2 separate regions of the Mus musculus genome follow, and region 2 is linked to region 1. The links are chromatin contacts, called in public Micro-C maps. All regions are on one chromosome and are shown on one strand. The core of a region is the stretch at or near the end of the contact, and the rest is flanking DNA. Distances in the headings are between cores, read along the strand shown.

Evidence for each region. Hi-C and Micro-C count contacts between places; a contact is called where the count stands out from the background.
Region 2: a Micro-C map of muscle stem cells shows a contact between it and region 1, with 3 times the contacts expected there. The contact joins the promoter of Cavin2 here to the enhancer-like site in region 1. A contact is called at or near these places in 3 of 39 promoter capture datasets (embryonic stem cells and macrophages), 1 of 15 datasets of contacts at CTCF or cohesin (the NIH/3T3 cell line), 4 of 484 Hi-C or Micro-C datasets (liver, muscle stem cells and uterus) and 3 of 9 other capture datasets (adipose tissue, liver and pancreatic islet).

The regions. Positions count from the first base shown.
Region 1 is chr1:51,241,704-51,246,336 of GRCm38.p6, reverse strand. All of the region lies in intron 4 of 9330175M20Rik (RIKEN cDNA 9330175M20 gene), which reads left to right. Among named protein-coding and RNA genes, the nearest start is that of Cavin2, 45 kb to the left of the region's middle. Within about 2 kb of position 2,821, at least 33 of the 459 cell types and tissues checked have an H3K27ac peak or open chromatin away from gene starts, as enhancers often do. A contact at or near this core is called in adipose tissue, muscle stem cells and uterus, where this site is marked.
Region 2 is chr1:51,287,077-51,291,709 of GRCm38.p6, reverse strand. It overlaps Cavin2 (caveolae associated 2), which reads right to left and starts at 2,584. Exons shown (of 2, transcript NM_138741.1): 1 at 1,842-2,584. The coding sequence starts at 2,324. The region is part of intron 2 of 9330175M20Rik (RIKEN cDNA 9330175M20 gene); the gene reads left to right.

The sequences.
Region 1 (4,633 bases), core at 1,572-4,071:
TTCAACTTTTCTTACCCCCGTGAACAAATCTCATCCATGCCTTTCACTGAATGTTCTGCATGCTTCTGTGATCTACTTGGTCTCTTGCATTCCACCCTCAGCACTTCCTCTCTGTTCTCCATACAGTAGCTGCAGTGCTCATCCCAAGATATAGCTCGGCCATTTCTCTCCTAAACCTTCTAATGTTTTCTCATCTTCAAGTTCTACCTTTAGCAGCCATGCCCTGAAGATGTGACTTGCACCTATCCTCCGAGCCCATTACTAATATTTATCTCTTGATTCCATTTTTGCCAGGCCATCCACATGTCTTACCTTAACCACACTTACATCTCAGTTCTAGGGTCTCTGTCTGAACTATAACTCTGTAAGATAATTTAATCTATCCTTCACCTGCTTTAAATGTCTTTGTAAAAGGTGCCTTATCAAACAATTGTCCCTAGCTACATTCTAAAGCCTTTGTGCACGGATGTTACATTCGTTCAAACTAACTGACACATCATTTTTCATTCTTTTCCGTTTAAATCTCCTCCAGCTAGAGCATAACTCTGTGCAAGCTGAGCTCTTGTTGGCTTGTTTGTTTTGCTCTTGCCCCGGTGCCTTAGAAATTGCCAGAAGTATACTAAGAGCCTTCCTAGGTTGATGTTTGTGGGTAAATGATTTCCAATGCTTATTCACATGTCTGTCCTTTGCCTGCTTTCTCACTCAACTTGGCTCACAAGCAAGTTCCGGCGACCTTCCTGGTTTTGTTTGGCTCCTTCCTCAGGCTGGTGTGCCTTTGTTGTTTATGAGGACTTTACAGTCAAGTCTTTCCTTTCCCTAAGACTCTCATTCTCTAGGAAGCTTTGCATTGTTCTGCTTTCAAAGCTGAATGTGCCTCTTGACTTTCATTGCATTGCTTGTGTGTCTCATGTTTCTGTCTTATCACATAAATTATTTGGTGATTCCCTTCATGACTGGGAACGATCCAAGTTGTGATCCTGACTGATTTATCTTCATCCCTGAGAACCCAATGATACTCACACTGCTTTCCATGTAGGAAGTACTTCACTCATATTTCATTCACAAAGAATGACTGTTTTACTGTGGCAGTGTTGCTTTGGTGGGATGATACCTAGTGAGAAATAGCTCTTATAATCTGAAATTTCTATTTTCCAAATTTGCTCTTCATAATTCTTGATCTAGTGTTTCATGCACAGTGAAGGGTGCATAGGCAAAAAAAAGCTCTTGGTTGGGATTCTGTTGGTTTAATACATGCTAAAAGAGGCATACCTAAAGAAGTCACCTAAGAAGACTATCCATTGTTTTGCCAAATATCCACATTGTTTTATTCCACATCAAGTTGGTAAACGAGAGGAAGTTATAGTTATAGGAAATTTGTTCAACATCTTTTGCAGCCCTAGAAAACACTCTCTACCTTTCTGTTAAAATGCAATTCTGCTATCTAGTGGGAGAAAGGGGATGGGGGGGTGGGGGTGGGGCTAACTGCGTTCAGAAGGATGCCTGGTTAATAGCTTGATTTTTCTCACCATAGATTTCTAACTCCAAGCTGTCAAGACCGCCTTGGAAGCTCCCAGAATACGTGTGTGCAGACACTGGCCTAATTGGGAAGTTTGGCTGTGGTGACATTGGGCTCATTAGGTTTCTCTTATCAGTGGTAGAAGCTGTGAGATTTCAGCCAAGCAGAGAGTTTAGATTCTAAATGAGAAATATAGATTAGCATTTCCTATAATGAAATAATGCACATCAGTGTTACCTTTCTAGTGACAAAAGCAGGAGCTTGAATGCATTGTAGGGCTCCTTGTTTAATCAATAAATAAAGGAGAGACACACAAGATTTATTTCTTCTGAGGCAACAAACACCATCATTTTTCTTAATTATCTTTATGTTTGCCTTTCTGACTTTCGGATTCTTTCCAAGTAAAGAGCCCTCTACATTAAGACAAGACACATACCCCCCTCCACACACACACACAATATGGGTGAAAGCATGCCCCCTTTCTATTAGTGTATGTGTGTGCATGTTTCTCTCTTTCTTTTTTTTTAAATACATACTTTTTAAAAAACTGTAATACCTACAGTTCTTAATAAAAACCTAATAAGGTCAGAGATTTTGCAAGGTTGTCCAGGCTACCTTAGAGGCCAGAGGTTCCAGCTGAGAAGGAGAAATATCAAGGCAGCTGTAGCAGTGAAAACAAATAGTTTGAACTTTGGATCCACAGATGGTTGTGCCTGCCAACTGTTATGAGCCAATGAATATCTAGCCTATCATTTGTCATATTTATTGCAGTACATAATGCTGTAATTTCTCATGGCATGGCTATTTATCTTGCTGTGTTCTCTGCACAGCTAAAATCTCGGCCATGTTGGAGCACATGTATAGCTTTCGGGACTCATCTTTAAATAGCATCCATGCGAATTGGCACAGGTCTTCCCCTCCCAGGGCTGGGTTCAGGAATGCTTCAAAAGTAGCTAGTGGGAAGCTCTGACAACCATGGAAATGGTGATCAGAGTCTTGTTCCTACCTGCTTAGCTGAGGGGTTGAAAGCATCTGAGATTCTCTGCTGAAGTTTCTCCCTTTTTAGTTGTAGTAAAGTGACATCCTAGAGTAGAAGCTTTGAGAGTGAAAACTGTCCTACCAAGAGGCCCTCCGGAGCCTGGTGAGATTCTTCCAAGTTTACAGAAAAGAAACTGAATCAGGGAAGAAGAAACTTGAGAGTGGGAGGAAGAGGCATACTGCTGAGTTGCTGGTTTCTGACAGTGTTCATGGGAACATTGGGATATGGCAAGGAGCAGCAGGAACACCTGTCTTTACTGGCATCTCCATGACTGGTGGTGGTGAGTCAGTGAACAGAGGCCACATGACGCCGAACAACAGAAGGTGTGACTCATGGGTGGGCTGAGAGGATACTGGTGATCACCTGGCATATCTCAGCACCCATGCTGACTGAGTCACTGGGTCCAAATGAGGCTTGGACTTAGGGCCTATTTCAGTATACTTCACAGCTTCCTTGAATGGCAGATTAAAAAAAAAAAACCCACAATTGCTGCCCATTCATACTGGATAATCTGCACCTACTTCCTTGTATGTGAAAACTCACATTTTTTTTAACTTGCTCTATGAATTGCAGGAAAAGAGCTCTTAGCTACTGAGGTCCATAGAATATGAGCCCCACAAATCTCTTTGCTGCAAGGCAGTCAGAGAGCATACAATGCACAGCAGAAGAAAGAAAAGACTCTAATGCAATTTGCATTATTTCTAATGTTAGTGTTAAACATCTGAACGCTAAGATTCTAAATCAACCTCTGGCCTAATCAACTGAGTCTGTGGAAAGGTACAGCAGCAGCCCTCCTTTATTTCTGAGCAACTTTCCTTCCTATGTTGTCTTCATCCTGGACCATGCATAAGCAAGAATGCAAGGAGACTTGGGGGTGTAATTCTGACAGCAGCATTCCGAATTGTAAAGAAGAAAAGTGTGGTATCTCTCACAGCTTGATGCTAAGAAAGGCCAAGCACTTAGACTGTCTGAAGTTGAAAAGGCAGCACTCAGAGCAAAAGATCTGGTACTAGTGTGAAAGATTTGTAGAAAGCTTCGTAAGGAAGTCAGAGAGGCGAAGACTCAAAAAGAACGAAGAGACTTTTGAAAAATACTAAAGGACATAAGGACTTTAATGCTATTGTCAATGCTTGGGGCTTGGAGTGACAATCTAAGGTCAGTGGATAGCAATAAAGAAGCCACTATTATGAGTCCTCTTTTGCATCTGTCTCCTAGATTAAGCTTTTAAGAGTTTGAAGGATGGAAGAACTAGAAGTCTAGATACGTAAAAAGACCATCAAAGAAACTGTTCAGATTTTCAGTTCTAGTTGGTGTCTAGTTCCCAAGGAGATAGGAATCACAGGGGTAAGAGAGAATAGGAAGTGTTCAAGTGGCTTCAAACTGAGTAAGTGTTTCCCATTTTCCAGTAGGGGGTTGTGATTTAGCAAATGATTTGGGAACATTTAACTAGGAAGAAAATCTGGAAATAAGCACCAAAGTTAAGACAAAACTATCTGAGTAGTGAAGAGAAACTGAATTTTGTCAAATGTGTGGTGAGAACAACAAGAACTATAGCATCACACTCACAGCTTCATCAGAGGTCTGTATGCATAAAGGATGGAAGTCCTTAAGATACAGCAACACTTGAGTTGTTGATTTAAGCCTTGGAGACTGATCGGAGGTGAGATTACACCTTTCTCAAAATCCCTCTAAGGAGGTATGCTCCTGCCTCTCAAAACCAGCCATCTCTAGAGGAGCCTTCCTAAGATATGACCATCCGTTCTTTGTCCTTCCTCCCTTCTGTCATCTCTCACAGCTTAAATATGAGCTGCTGAGCTCAGAGGAAGGGCTATGTGAGTGGGAAAGCAACTTGGGAGGCTTATGACTCTTTGTTAGAGTTAGGCAGAGAGAAGAAATGAGCATTTGCTTCCTGGCAGTGATGCACAAGTGGACATCTCAGATTCTTCTTCTTCTCCCACTGGAAATGCAGCAGCCAGGACGCTCCCCTCCAGTGCTCCCCTACTCCCTGCCCAGACTTCATCCATCCTCTTCAGGGCTTTCTGTGAATTTTATTTCAGGCCTACGACACAGCATATTTT
Region 2 (4,633 bases), core at 1,335-3,834, 46 kb before region 1:
GATCTCTTAGTCTAATAAAGGCAGGATCTCAGATCCTGATGTGGCTGACCACAGCTTTTTCCAGTTCAGCTGCTTCCTGAAAAGCGATTGCATCTGCATTAAAAGCCTAAAAGTTGGTCAAGTAACATATAAAGGCAGGACTATTAGAATTACACCAGACTTCTCATGTATAAAAGCCAGAAGATCCTGGACAGATGTTATGCAAACCCCAAGAGAACACAAATGCCAGCCCAGGCTACTATACCCAACCAAACTCAATTAACATAGATGGAGAAACCAAAGTATTCCATGATAATACCAAATTCAGTTTCCACATGAATGTTGGCTTTCTATTGTTTATGTTGTTATTGAAGATCAGCCTTAGTCTGTGGTGGTCAGATAGGATGCATGGGATAATTTCATTATTTTTGTATCTGTGGAGGCCTGTTTTGTGACCAATTATATGGTCAATTTTGGAGGAGGTACCATGTGGGGCTGAGAAGAAGGTATATCCTTTTGTTTTAGGATAAAATGTTCTGTAGATATCAATTAAGTCCATTTGTTTCATAACTTCAAAAAAAAAAAAAAAAGCCTAAAAGTTTCCCAACTGCAGAAAGCCTGTGAGATACAGGAGCATCACTTGTTTGGACCTCCTAGCTCTCAAGTACAATTTGGGGAGGACACAAAGGCAGCAAGATTAATCTTTCCTTTTATGGCGATAGGCAGGCCAGAGCCCTAACTTGGCAGAGTAGATTCATTAGGAAAAAGAAGGCTCCTACGGTTTAAATTCCAGTTTCTAAATGTCTCTTGGGAGATGAAGGCTCTCCCTGTATGCTTTCACAATCTGTTGGTTATAACCTCTTCCCTCCATGGCTTTGAAAGTCTCTCCTATTCACAGGATCATAAGGAGACAGCCCTGAGGCAGAATGGCAGGGCTTCCTGGGGCCTGGGTTGGCTCAATGCCATCTACGGAAGGGCTTCCAGCATTAGGCAGGGCAGCCCTTAGATTTACAGATGCCCACCACTTGGCTGAATAACAGTTCCACGCAATCTTCCTGTCCCCAGATAGCCTTTGCTACATAAATTGCATCATTGATGCATTAAAAAAAATTAAGTGTCCTTTTCACGGTAAGGCAACTATTTGAAGGGGAAGATATTCAAAGTTGGTCTTTGTGGCAGCCACTGATAACGTTTCTTTTATTTCACTTTGTAGTTGCAGCTTGAGCAATGAGGGGACATAATTAACATGTCTGTAAGGAGCTATACTTTGCTTCCCACATTTATTGGCATCATTTTCTAGAGACAAACTAGAGATTGCTTTGACAAAAGATGACTTCAAGAACAAGACTAGTTCAACTTTCCATTCTGGTAATTTCCCAAACACCAGGGGCCCTTGGAAAAAGGATGGTTTAAAGGTTGTGTGTGTCTTGGTCAGAGCAAAAGAAAACAAATCCTTCACACAGTTACCTCACTTCCACTAAGAGTTAATAAACAGCCACTGGATTAATTTGCCCTGTCCAGCTAACAGCTGCAATCGCAGCCGCAAGTTCCTAATGAAAAGAGACAAATGAATTTGACTAGAGTGGGTGCCCGCACCTGCTCAGTTTCTCACCCTTAACCAAGTGCATCTAGGTGTTCACTGACAAATGTCCCCAGCTTGCCAGGCACACAGGCATTGCCTGAAGGATGGGGGAGATTCCAATCCTTATGGCCACATTTCACAGTTGCCTGCAGCAGGCAGCTAGAAGACAAAGCTTTGTGTGTGAGAGAGAAGCTTGACTGGCAGGGCAGATGGGAAGATGGCCTTGAAAGCTCGGAGGACTGAGCTCAAGTAGGTGGAGGGGTATGCTGGGGACACTGACCTGGAAGATGAGCACTTTGAAGTGGTTGCGTCGGAGGAGTTGGGCGTGGTTGTTCTCCAGTCTCTTCACCTGGACACACTGCCTCTCGAGGCGCTCCCGGACAGCCCGCGTGTGAGCGCTGACCTTGCGAGACTTCTCTAGCAGCTTGCTCACTGTGTTGCTGGTGGAGGCCTGGTACTTGGAGAGCTTGGTGAGGTCGTTCTGGATGCCCTTCACCGAGCCCTCCAGGTTGATCTGACGCTGTTCCATGTTGTGCTGGTTCTCCCTCACGGCGTCCAGCATGTTGACCAATTTATCCAGGAGTGTGTGCACGGTGACAGCATTCACCTGCGAGTTGTCTCGGATGGCCTCCTCTGTGGACCCCAGGTTCAGGCTGGGGCTCGGTGTGGAGGAAGGCATTGGGCTGGGGCTGGATGGCTTCTCCTGGAGCATGTCTGTGTTTGGATGCTGGAACTTTTCTGCCTGTGCAGCGTCCTCTCCCATGGCTGGGCAGCTAGAAACTTACTTCCCCGCTGGAAACTTCTTGCTCAAGCTAGAAGCACAGGAGGCTGGTTGGTCTGAAGTGAGCACTGCTCTCTAGGGCTAGCAGAGGTTTTGAATAACTGGCTAAGCTGATCAGGGGAACTGCATTCCAGTTGCTCTTAAAGGACCTGCTCCACCCAGTGGAAGGCAAAGGTTACAGGACCCACTCAGGGTTCAGTGACAAGCACACACTTCCTAGCCACACTCCGCACAAGCCCGAGTTCTTTTCTGCAGTGGCTTTTCTTTCCTACACCCCTTCCCTTAAAAAAAAAAAAAGTTCAATGCCATATTTCAATCATGAGTTCATTTAGAGGCGGAGAGAAACATGTTAACTTGGCAGAGCTCCCCAGCCTCTGATTGGCTAAATCTAGTAAACTTTTCTCTGGCTGCTATGTTACAGAGCGCCTGTTTTTTTTCCTGGATACAAGTTATTGTAACAGAAAGGAATTGTTTGCTCTTGCCCCAGAGCTGACTGATAGGTTGCAGAACACCGAGTGCCCTTTAGGGGAGGCGCCGAGTTGAAAGGGTCTGTGACGCCAGGGCCAGGTTCGTGCTATTAGTTTCTCATTTGCAAAGCACAGGAGATTATTCTGAAACTGACAAGGAACTCAGCTTGGTGTCCTGTCCTCTTGCAAGATGGCATGCAATCCAACTTGAAAGAGCTTAGACTCAGGGATGTCAAAGCAAGTGGTGTTGCATACTGTGAACTGTTCTGTAAGAGATGGAAATCTCTTAAATGAATGCTTTCTTAGAAGATGGAAGGCAGAGACCCTCTCCTCAAGTAGTCCCTTTGGAGAAAAAAAAGTGCTGGTTTGTTTCCAGTAATTCTGAATTCATGCAGAGCATTTCTCAGTCCCCATCTTTGCGAGGCATTTATTGACACAGGTCCAGAAGTGTGACTGCAAGCCAGGTTGAGTTGGAGTGGTTCTAACGCTTGACATTTCCAGGTTCTTGCTCAGTGAAGTGGCACACCTGTTCTCACATGTGGCCCTCCTTAGCCGGGCCCTTGGGATGTGGGACTCACTTCCTAAAATGACTTTACATGCTTGAATTGGTCTTAAATGTATCCAGATTGTGAAAGTGCTTTTGGCTGAAGGTTTGTGACAGGCATGCCATGAAGGATTTCAAGAACAAATGTCAGCTAGTACTGGGTCAGGAACTGATCGTGGGACATTGCCTTAACGGCAATACCTCTGTGTATGCCGAAGAAACAGTAGATCTTATGGTGGTATATTCATTGGTTGCCTTACACTTAGTCATATGTAACATTCACAGAGCATGTGCCAGGTCCCTCACTGAGTACCTGCTCATTAGGAAGATGCATTAAAGACATTATAGAGGCTCCCAGTTTCCTCAGATAATTGGTAGATAACACTTAAAGTGAGACCTTTAGGAACCAAGATTACAAAATGCCAAAAGAAGATTTGATTGCTTGTACCTTTTAAGAATTTTTTTAAAAAGTTTCTCAAACAAACAACTTATATTTTGTGTATTTTAGTTGGACACTGATGTGTTAAATATTAAAAGCAAAAACCATGAATCTGGTGTTGATTTTCAGAAGCTTAATTTTCTAACAAAATTATACGATATAATGATAGCACATCTTTTTTACATTTGACGTTTGTGGGCAAATCAGAGAGTGTCATTATTTCAAAAATATCGGAGGACTTTATCAGCTTTTCAAGGGCCTCTCCTCCATGGCGACATCCCAGTCATTGCCGATGAAGCTCTTATCCTGCTGTCACTCACAGAGATTTCTCCTCCCAAATGTTAACTATTACAGCTGCAGATTCTCATCTGTTATAGGAGCTGCCCATGGCTCAAGGGCTCCTCTGACATTACCTTCATCAATTTTTATGATTCCACATTGGAAAATTTGCAATTTCATATCATAATCACTTGACTCTGATTTTGTATTGATTCACATGAATCTTGCATTGCTTTGTTGGATACTGTACAATCAGATAGATCAGTTAGAAGGATGGTGGTGAGATACCAAAGCACAGAGGTTCCTTCTTAAATAAGAAGGTTCTTATGTGAATTATTTGTTTGGTTGAGTCTGGTTTCTCTCTGTAGCCCAGGTTGCTGTAAAACTCAAAGCAGTGCTCTTGACTTAGGCTTCTTAGACAGCATTATAGGTGTGAGCCATCATGCCTGTCTCTGAACTTATTTGTGTTTTAAGTTAATCTTGAGTAACACAAATGGTATTTCAACCAATGGTCTATGGGTTTGTAACAAGTCAGCCTAAGACTCAGTGGTTTATAGTAACA